2 separate regions of the Ovis aries genome follow, and region 1 is linked to region 2. Evidence: chromatin contacts called from public Hi-C data. All regions are on one chromosome and are shown on one strand. Each heading gives the region's core, a stretch centred on a gene start, on an enhancer-like site or on the middle of the called end of the contact. The rest is flanking DNA. Distances are from core to core; before and after follow the strand shown.

Region 1 (4,265 bases), core at 386-2,885, 75 kb after region 2:
GAAAAAGTCAGGTATTCAAGCCCTCATAGGGCTTGAACTCAAGTTATAGGCCTAAACAAAGCCCCAAATAACAAGAATCATGGAGCTATATTTAGATCAATATATAAGAAACATGATACTCATCATACATAGCCACTGTGTCTTACTGTCCCACATCCATGGGATGTTCAAAGAATGAATGAAGAATCAGCTATGCACACTCCTTGCAAATATAAAATGTGATTCAAGCTTGCCAGTACTAACCATCCACTCAGGGAAAAAGAATGCCTCCTCCACCTCAGTGCCCTGCTCTGCTTCGGTCACTTCAGGAAACATTTGCAGCATGTCTGTGCTCTCAAAATGTTTTCCTGCTCCTTCTTTCAAACTTCTACCTAGCCAAGGGTCCCCAATACCCACCAAACTTCTATTTCTTATTTACATAGTAAGTGACAGAAAATGGCATCAAGTTAGTATTAATTCTTTGTATTCCACGTATGTGTTGCCCACTCATGATGGTCAGGCAATGCTCTGGGGACAGGGGAGGCCAGAATAAAAGACAGGGTCCTGTCCTCAAGAAGGTATATTCTTAGTGGAAACTGACAGACTATTAGCCCCAGTTATAATTGGTGCAAAGTCAACAAAAAACTGTGATCCTTTTACATTGACGTTTACTGCAGATTCAGGCCCATACATCTTACACAAGTGCTCACCTCCAATTTAGAAAGAATCCTGCTAGCACCCAGAGCTTTATGGTAGCAGTTATCTGGCCTTTTGTTATTCATTTTAACAGATGAAAAATATTAAACTCAGGCTACCTGGGTCTTCCCAGGGCCACACAGTTGTCTCAATGGAGGAAACAGGGAAATCTTAGAGAATAATCCTAGCACTAAAATAGCAGTCGCATCCAAGAACGTCAACGTTTTCAGGTTACGTCGTTTTACATCTACATTTTATATTTTACTGTGACCAATTCTGGACCTGCGACATAGCCCACTACACCTCTGAGAAAATGGAAAACCGGGAGCAATGACCTCAAAAACAACTTCCTCCTTCAAACGCAATTTCTTGTCCGCCTAAACCTTTACAGCAGGGCAGGTGGTGTGAGTTTTACCAAAGAGTCTTTCAAAGCAGGAACGCTGGCCTGCAGGTCAGCCTGGATGTTGTTCAAACTGGGTTCCACCCACGGTGAAAACCAATCTGTTTATGGGTGCTTCTTTACGATGTTACAGAATGTCTGCGAGAGACGGGGCTCCAGTTCCCGCCTGCTCTCTAAGTCGCCCGCCCCACAAAGGTGCACACACTAACACGCTCGAGACAGAAAAAAAGCTGGATGGGCCTTCCCTCCTCCCCGGCCTGCAATGAAATGCGCTTTAATTGCATCAAAGGGCTCTTCTCAATGGGGTTTCAGAGCCGCGAGAGCAGCGTTCCCGGCGAGGGCTCCTTTCCGGCTTGCCAGCATTCCTCTGCTCGGCGAAGGGAAGGGGACGGGGCTCCTTCGGGAGGCCCGCAGGCTTATTTCCATTCCGCTCGCATACAGCCTCCGTTGTGCGATCTGGGCCTGCCGAGGGCAGCTTTGGCTGCCCGCGAACAAAGCCCCATTCATCGCCAGGGCCGGCTTCCTCCCGGCCGCGCGGCCGCAGATGGGCTGCGCCGGCACGCCATCCAGAGACCCGGGCGCGCGGCCCGCTTGGGCGCGCACAGGCCCGGATTCAGGAGGCCGGCTCTCGCCAGGGCCACCGCGGCTTCTATTTGGGCAGACTCTGCAGTGAGGATCTGCCGATCCCCGGTTCCACTTCAGGGCGCGGGATCAGCGGACACCGAGTCTTTTCAGCGTGGAAATTCTCAGTTTGCTCACGGCTCGTTCAGAACCGAGCTGTCAGTTTCCACGGCCCTCCCCGCCCCCACTCCCCCCGCCCCCGGCTCCGCCACCCCTGCCCCTCGGGATGGTACGGCCCAAAGTTCCCCGAGTTGTGAGAGGACTTTGTTTCTCGTCCGCGGCCTCTGAAATCCCGACGAAAGGGTCACTTCCTGACTTTTGTGTCTCTTCAGTCCAGCGCCCGGAACGTTCTTACCCTCTTGTTGTGACTGGAAGTACATCATTGCAGGCCTTCTCCGTTAACTTTTTTTCAGAACTTAAACATTCCTCTAGGCTGAAGTTTGGAACTATGGCTTCACAACAAAGACCACTGTTTCTCCTCCCCCGTCTCACCCCTGGCAAAAAGGAAAACAGAAAAGAAAACGCACTTGTTCACTACCCCTGTTTACAGCTGTGAAGCACATTTCCTCTGTCCCACACGTTAGACCAGCAACAGGTTAATGCCACGGAGAGCTCTAACGTCAAATAAAAGGGTTTCAAGCCTCTTTTCCCTTAATTCCCAGGCAGTTGGAGGGTGTGGAGTGGGAGGTGGGTGGGGGAGCTGGGGCTTGATTCCTAGTCCACAATCTAAAGCACAAACAGGCTCCAGAGCCACATTCCTATGGAGTAGATGAAACGATGGCAGAATCAAAGACCACCAGATATAGGAAGACTTATCAACTCTAATCCATTCATTTCACAGATAAGAGGCAGATAAGATCTGGGAGGGGAAATGAAGTGCCCACACTCAAAAGGAAGCTGGTTCATCTTAGTAAAAATTGCCCTCAATCAAACTTGCAAAATAACCCTAAAAATAATTTTCAACAAGAAAATTTCCAAGAAAAATTATTGTTCAAAAAGACATATTTGATGTCTTTTTTTCCCTGTGTATCAGAAAAGGCCTCCCTTGTGTTGGTGGAGGAAAGGTGAGAACCTGGGATTGAAATGAGGTTTAGAAGGGAATCTTCAAGTGTTTTCAGAAAGAATGCTCCCTGTGTTTTTTTTTTGCTCCCTGCATTTTGAATACTGCTGACCTCCCTCCTTAAAGTAAAATATTGCATCCTTGATGTGGTTTAAAAAACACAACAAAATAAAAACTCACCACTTTAAGACTTTTCCTCTTGCTGGAAAAAAACCTTCAGCATGTTCAAATGGTGATAGGGTTACTTTGCAGTGGTTGGTTGTGAAGGTACAAAGGAATCAGAATATGTGAGAGAGAGAGTGTGTGTGGGTGTACGCTTGTGGTGTTCCAGGCACCGTTCTAAGCACTTGACATTACCTCATTTGATCCTCACAGTAACCTCTGAGGTTTGCTATTAACCTTATTTGAATTTTACAGAAAAAGAAATCAAGGCTGAGAGAGTAACTTTAACAAGATCTCAAGGATGTTAAGTGTCCAAGCAGGGCAGTCTGTTGCCTGAACCTGATCTCTTGCACGCCAGGCTTTACTTAAACTTTATGCACAAACATGCAAGAATACACCCTGGGTACAGAGATCTGGAGTTGGGAGCCTCAGAAACTCTAGCCAGATGTAGGTCTTTGTGTTTCTGAAAGAGGTCACGCTATAGGCCTGAAGACTATGGGAGGAAGAAGCTGCTTCATCCAGTCCCACCTGGAAAGAAACCATTCGAGGATTTCCTAATGTAACACTGAAACTACCCTTTCAGGATACAAAATAGTGGAAGTTAATTGTCACTACCTATTCTGAGCAGCCTTGTTATTTTATCTTTTAAGTAATATTCTGTAAACTTACAAGAGTGTCTCAGTGTGCCGAGTCAAACAAAACTTGGGTTCAAGTCCAGATCTGCTATTTCCAAGAGATGAGACTTTGGAAAATTTATTATACCATAAACCTCAGTTTCCTCATCTGTAAATTGAAAAAAAATAAGAATAGCTATCTCACTGTTCTAAGGATTAAATGAGATTTTCCATGTAAATGTCCACAATAGTCTTCTTCCTACATTCAGCATTTGTATGAATCCCTGTAGACTAGCTTATGCTGTGGTTTAAAAAATCTTTATTCTAACAGCATAGATTTCTTTCTCAGGCACTCTGTATGTCCATCCCAAGTTAGCTGGAAACTCTGTTCCATTTCTCTTACTGGTGAACTATCTGCCATCTCAAACAAACCTTGCAAATTGTCATGGCACAGGGACAGGAGAGCATTGGAAAGTAAGTATTCTAGTAAGAAAATGCTCAGTCTGGCAGTAACACGCATCACTTTCTCTTGTAACTCATCAGCCAGAACTAATGCACTTCCTCCCATCTCACAACCCAACTACTAAAAAGCCAGGAAGTACAACCCTACCATGTGTCTAGAATAGGGGAGGAGAGGGACTGAAAATACATGGTGACCAGAATTAATGACTTCACCACACTCAATAAGCAACTATTCTTCTTTCTTGTTGTTTAGCTGTGTGTTTGGGACCCC
Region 2 (4,164 bases), core at 1,068-3,567:
TGCCTTTGTCTGGCTTTTTGATATCAGAAAAAAACTGGCCTCATAGAATGAGTTAGGACTTTTCTCTCCTCTTCAATTTTTGGAAAAGTTTGAGAAGGATTAGTATTCATTCTTCTTCAAGTATTTGTTAAAATTCAACAGTGAAGCCATCAGGTCCAGGCCTCTTCCTTTTTGGGAGATTTTTGATTACTGATTCAGTCTCCTTACTTGTTAAAGATCTGTTCTAAGAACAGGTTTTTTATTTCTTTATGATTCAGTCTTGATAGGTTTTATGTTTCTAGAACTTGCCCATTTCATCCAGGCTATCCAATTTGTTGACATACAATTGTTAATAGTATCCTCTTATAATACTTTTTATTTCCGTAGCATCAGTGGTAATATCAGTAGTTATCTGATTCCTTTTTTTTTAGTCATCTAACTAAAAGTTCATCAATTTTACTGACCTTTCTAAAGAACTAACTTTTTATTTCATTGATTTTTCTCTATTTTTCTATTCCCTAATTAATTTATCTCTGTTCTAATCTTAATCTGAACCTGAGTCTGCACGTCACATATCAGCTGGCCCACCCAGCTTCCCGGTCATACTGAAGTTTGAAAAATGGCTTTCTACAGAGGAAAGTTCCATAACATGTCCCTTGAAAGCCCCCACCAGACTGGCATTAATCCATACTCAGCCACAAGAAGCTGTTCCAATCTGAAATCCCAGATATATTAATGTTTACAGGTGTAGGAGCCAGGCCAGTTATGGAAAAGAGTAAAAGAGAGAGATGGGTTTCCCAGGTGGCTCAGTGGTAAAGAATCCACCTGCCAATGCAGGAGATGCAAGAAACTCAGGTTCGATCCCTGGGATGCAAAGATCCTCTGGAGTAGGAAATGGCAACCCACTCCAGTATTCCTGTCTGAGAAATCCTATGGACAGACGAGGCTGGTGGGCTACAGTCCATGGGGCGGCAAAGAGCTGGACACAACTGTACAACTGTGCATACATGCAAAGGGGATATATAAAGGCAATGGTGACTGGTGGGTGGCAAGGACTGTTCAATACATTTCCTATCACTTTAATAGTTCATCGAAGAGAGGAATGTTAGCATATCCTGATTTTTTTCTTGACTCCCTGAAATTTCTACAATCACAACTCCCCATTTTAAGTGTTAGTAAAACTTTTTCTCTTTGGAGTTGGGAGACTAAACAAAGAAAAAGACTGGAAGGGTGATCTATTAGGAGCTAAATGGGGCTAGTTCTTTATAAACAACTGCTTTCCCTACCTTTATCTGTTAGACCCCAATCCCAACATACACATACAAGTCAATTTGGAAATGAAGAAAACCCCTCAGGGAGGAGCAGGCTTGCCCTTCTCCAGGGATCTTGGTGCCAGCACACAGGAAAGGCCACTATGGAGGTACAAATCTTTCTCCTCTCTTTGCCAGCCACTCCCACCCTGCTTGCAGGACTTAAAGCTGCAGTCAGTAGAACTGCTCTGTATTCTTCTCCCCTCTTCATTCTACCATAAGAGTCAGGAGAGGAGCTGCACCTCATGTTCTCAACCAGGAGGCAAACCACTGTGGTTTGGTAAAAATTTTTTGTACCCCACCACCAAATTTTATGTCTCCTCCTCTCCTCTGATTCAGTCTGCCCCTCTTGGGTAATAAAGGTCAGAAAGTTGCCTCAGAACAGACCCTGGTGTTTCTTATAGAGTCCAAATTGGCACCATCCACTTTAGAGTCCAGTGGCTAATCCCAAACTAGGGGTCTAATTCCCACTCTCCCTGATACGAATCTGCTCTGTGAATCTTTCCTGTCATCCTCCTGCAAGTTCAGTCACTTTGTGGAAGCACAGACTCCTGAGAGCCCAGCACTGTATAACACTGCTGCAAAAAATATCCCTATCACTATGCTGTTCTGCGATGACTCAGAAGAGATGAAATGGGAGAGAAGATCCTAAAATCATGTTGCCAGAGGCACAGTGCTGGCCTGTTACGCAAGCCAAAGATGTCTGTATCCACTTTATCCACACGGTGGTGCTAGCCTCAAAAGGATTACCCCAAAAGGAAATGAAACAGTTCCCAGTTCCCTCTCATTAATGACAGAGCTGTACACAGTGCTCACAGCATTACTCGTGGAAGAAGACTATATATTAATCCTGCAAATAAGCATGTAAAATAAACGAGTTTGTCCTCATCCTTATCCTCAACCTACTTCCCAGGGGGAATAAAAGAAATCAAATCACTGTTCTGTTTTTTTTTCCTCAACTCACTGATTCAATCTTAACCGACCCTGGGGCAAAAGAATGACTCATGCTGAGCTGTTGGATGTGTACAATCCTGGCATAGAACCTTATTATTCCTGAGAGGGAGCTGGGGTAGAGAGCTGGTCAACTAGCCATCTAAGGCGCTCGCTCATTGGATTCTTGTTAAGTGCTGCTGGCAGTCTAAGAAGATGGGAACAGCAGACATTTCACTGCTTTCACTGAATAAAACTTGGTGGGTTTAATGTGGGTGCCTTCTAGAAAAATGGCCAGAGAAGAACAGAAAGTCTGGTTTGGGCTTCTAAACCTCAAAGTATCCCCTCCACCTGCCATAAGACCAAGTCTCACCAGCTGCCTCTTCTATTTGTGCAATCTAAATCTTCACTTAAATGTTTTAAAAGCTCAGGGGGATCTTATTAAGCATGCAAAATAGCACTTAGGCAACGTATATGATGCCAGTTACTAGGTGCATACACGAACAACCTTCAAAAGCACAGTGCCTATCAACAGCAGAAGCACCCTTTAAGGGAGAACTGACCCAAGTTGGTGAATGGTCCTCTGTAAGTCAGCCCATACCTGATGCTGATAGTGATAACAATGGCAACCATAGGCACAACGATGCAAGTCCAGATTATTTTCAGACCTGGCCCTGGACACTGACAGCTTGCTAATACCTGTGATCTGGGAGGTAACACAAAGTACCACTTATCATTGTGCCTATCTATCCCCCTCTGGCTGACTATGGACTTCTGACCCTTTTACATGTTTAAAATCCTCAATTATAGAAAAGAGCTATAAGAATATTACCCTATAATTTCATTCATAAAATATACATCTTAGTGGAGAAGGAAGGAAAGATCCTAGCAAAAGTGTCCGTTTGAATGAGATCATTAGATTGCCTGATTTACCCTTGAAATAGCAAGGAGCTGGATCCTAGGATCTCACGGCATATGAGACAAGTGTTGACAAAAGCTAAGAGTTCAGCAGTCATAGGTTCTGGGTCCAGTGACTTAGTCGAAGCAAGAATGAGTCTGGAATGAGTCTGGAAGGATTTCCCCATTTATCACAGATCAAACATAGCAAAGCGATGGCTCACAGGCCCATTCAACTTGAGTTGCATTTCATTTGACTCAAACTTTTTTTTTTTTCCTTCTCATTTTCATGTATTGTAAATTCTAGAGATGCCATCTAAAATTCTAGATTTGGGACTTCTCTTTAAAAAGTGAAAAGTTTTGTCGCCACTGGACAGAATTCTCATGTGACAGTAATTGCTCAAAGGTGAGAAATAAGAGCTGAGTCAACAGCATGTGGCCATTTGGTCACCGTAGTCCCCATCACCCTGATTGTGTCATACCTGATCTGGTTTACTCATCTGTGCCACCACACACCCCTCTAAGTCCTAACTGACCTTGCTTTCTGAGGGCGACACAGAAGAGAGAATCCCTGAAAGAAAGATGGCAATACCAACAGCGATAGGAGCTACCAAAAGACAGATGACTTTCTGGAAAAACAGAGTCAATCATACCTGACATAGCTAAAGCAAACACTCAGGAAAAAATATATAGCACAGCTCATACTGGGCTAAGTAGGAAAGCGTAGTGTTTCCAGGACTCAGAGCAGTGTAAGGAGGAAAGACAAATGAAAAACCGTATAATGTGATGAGAAAGTGTTTCTTAATCTCAGCTTTTGATTTATGAGGCAGCAAACCACAGACTTACCAATAAGTCATATGAACTTTAGAAATAGCCAAAGGCTCCCTGTGTGGCAAGGATGCAGCCTACGTGCTCACTTTCCTACAGCTCATGGATGAGGAGCAATGGAACTGAGCTGCAATCAGGGAACACTGGCTTAGGCTGAATATCAGGAACAAATCATGTTCTAGAATTATATACACATTAAACTCTGAGATAACCACACAGA

The links. A called contact is a pair of places that touch in the nucleus more often than the background predicts.
Region 1: a contact with region 2 is called in a Hi-C map of tail adipose tissue, with 2.0 times the contacts expected there. The contact joins two enhancer-like sites. A contact is called at or near these places in 2 of 16 Hi-C or Micro-C datasets (liver and tail adipose tissue).

The regions. Positions count from the first base shown.
Region 1 is chr7:31,864,941-31,869,205 of ARS-UI_Ramb_v3.0, forward strand. No RefSeq gene overlaps it. Among named protein-coding and RNA genes, the nearest start is that of TRNAC-GCA, 82 kb to the left of the region's middle. Within about 2 kb of position 1,636, at least 42 of the 54 cell types and tissues checked have an H3K27ac peak or open chromatin away from gene starts, as enhancers often do. A contact at or near this core is called in tail adipose tissue, where this site is marked.
Region 2 is chr7:31,789,109-31,793,272 of ARS-UI_Ramb_v3.0, forward strand. No RefSeq gene overlaps it. Among named protein-coding and RNA genes, the nearest start is that of TRNAC-GCA, 6.0 kb to the left of the region's middle. Within about 2 kb of position 2,318, at least 30 of the 54 cell types and tissues checked have an H3K27ac peak or open chromatin away from gene starts, as enhancers often do. A contact at or near this core is called in tail adipose tissue, where this site is marked.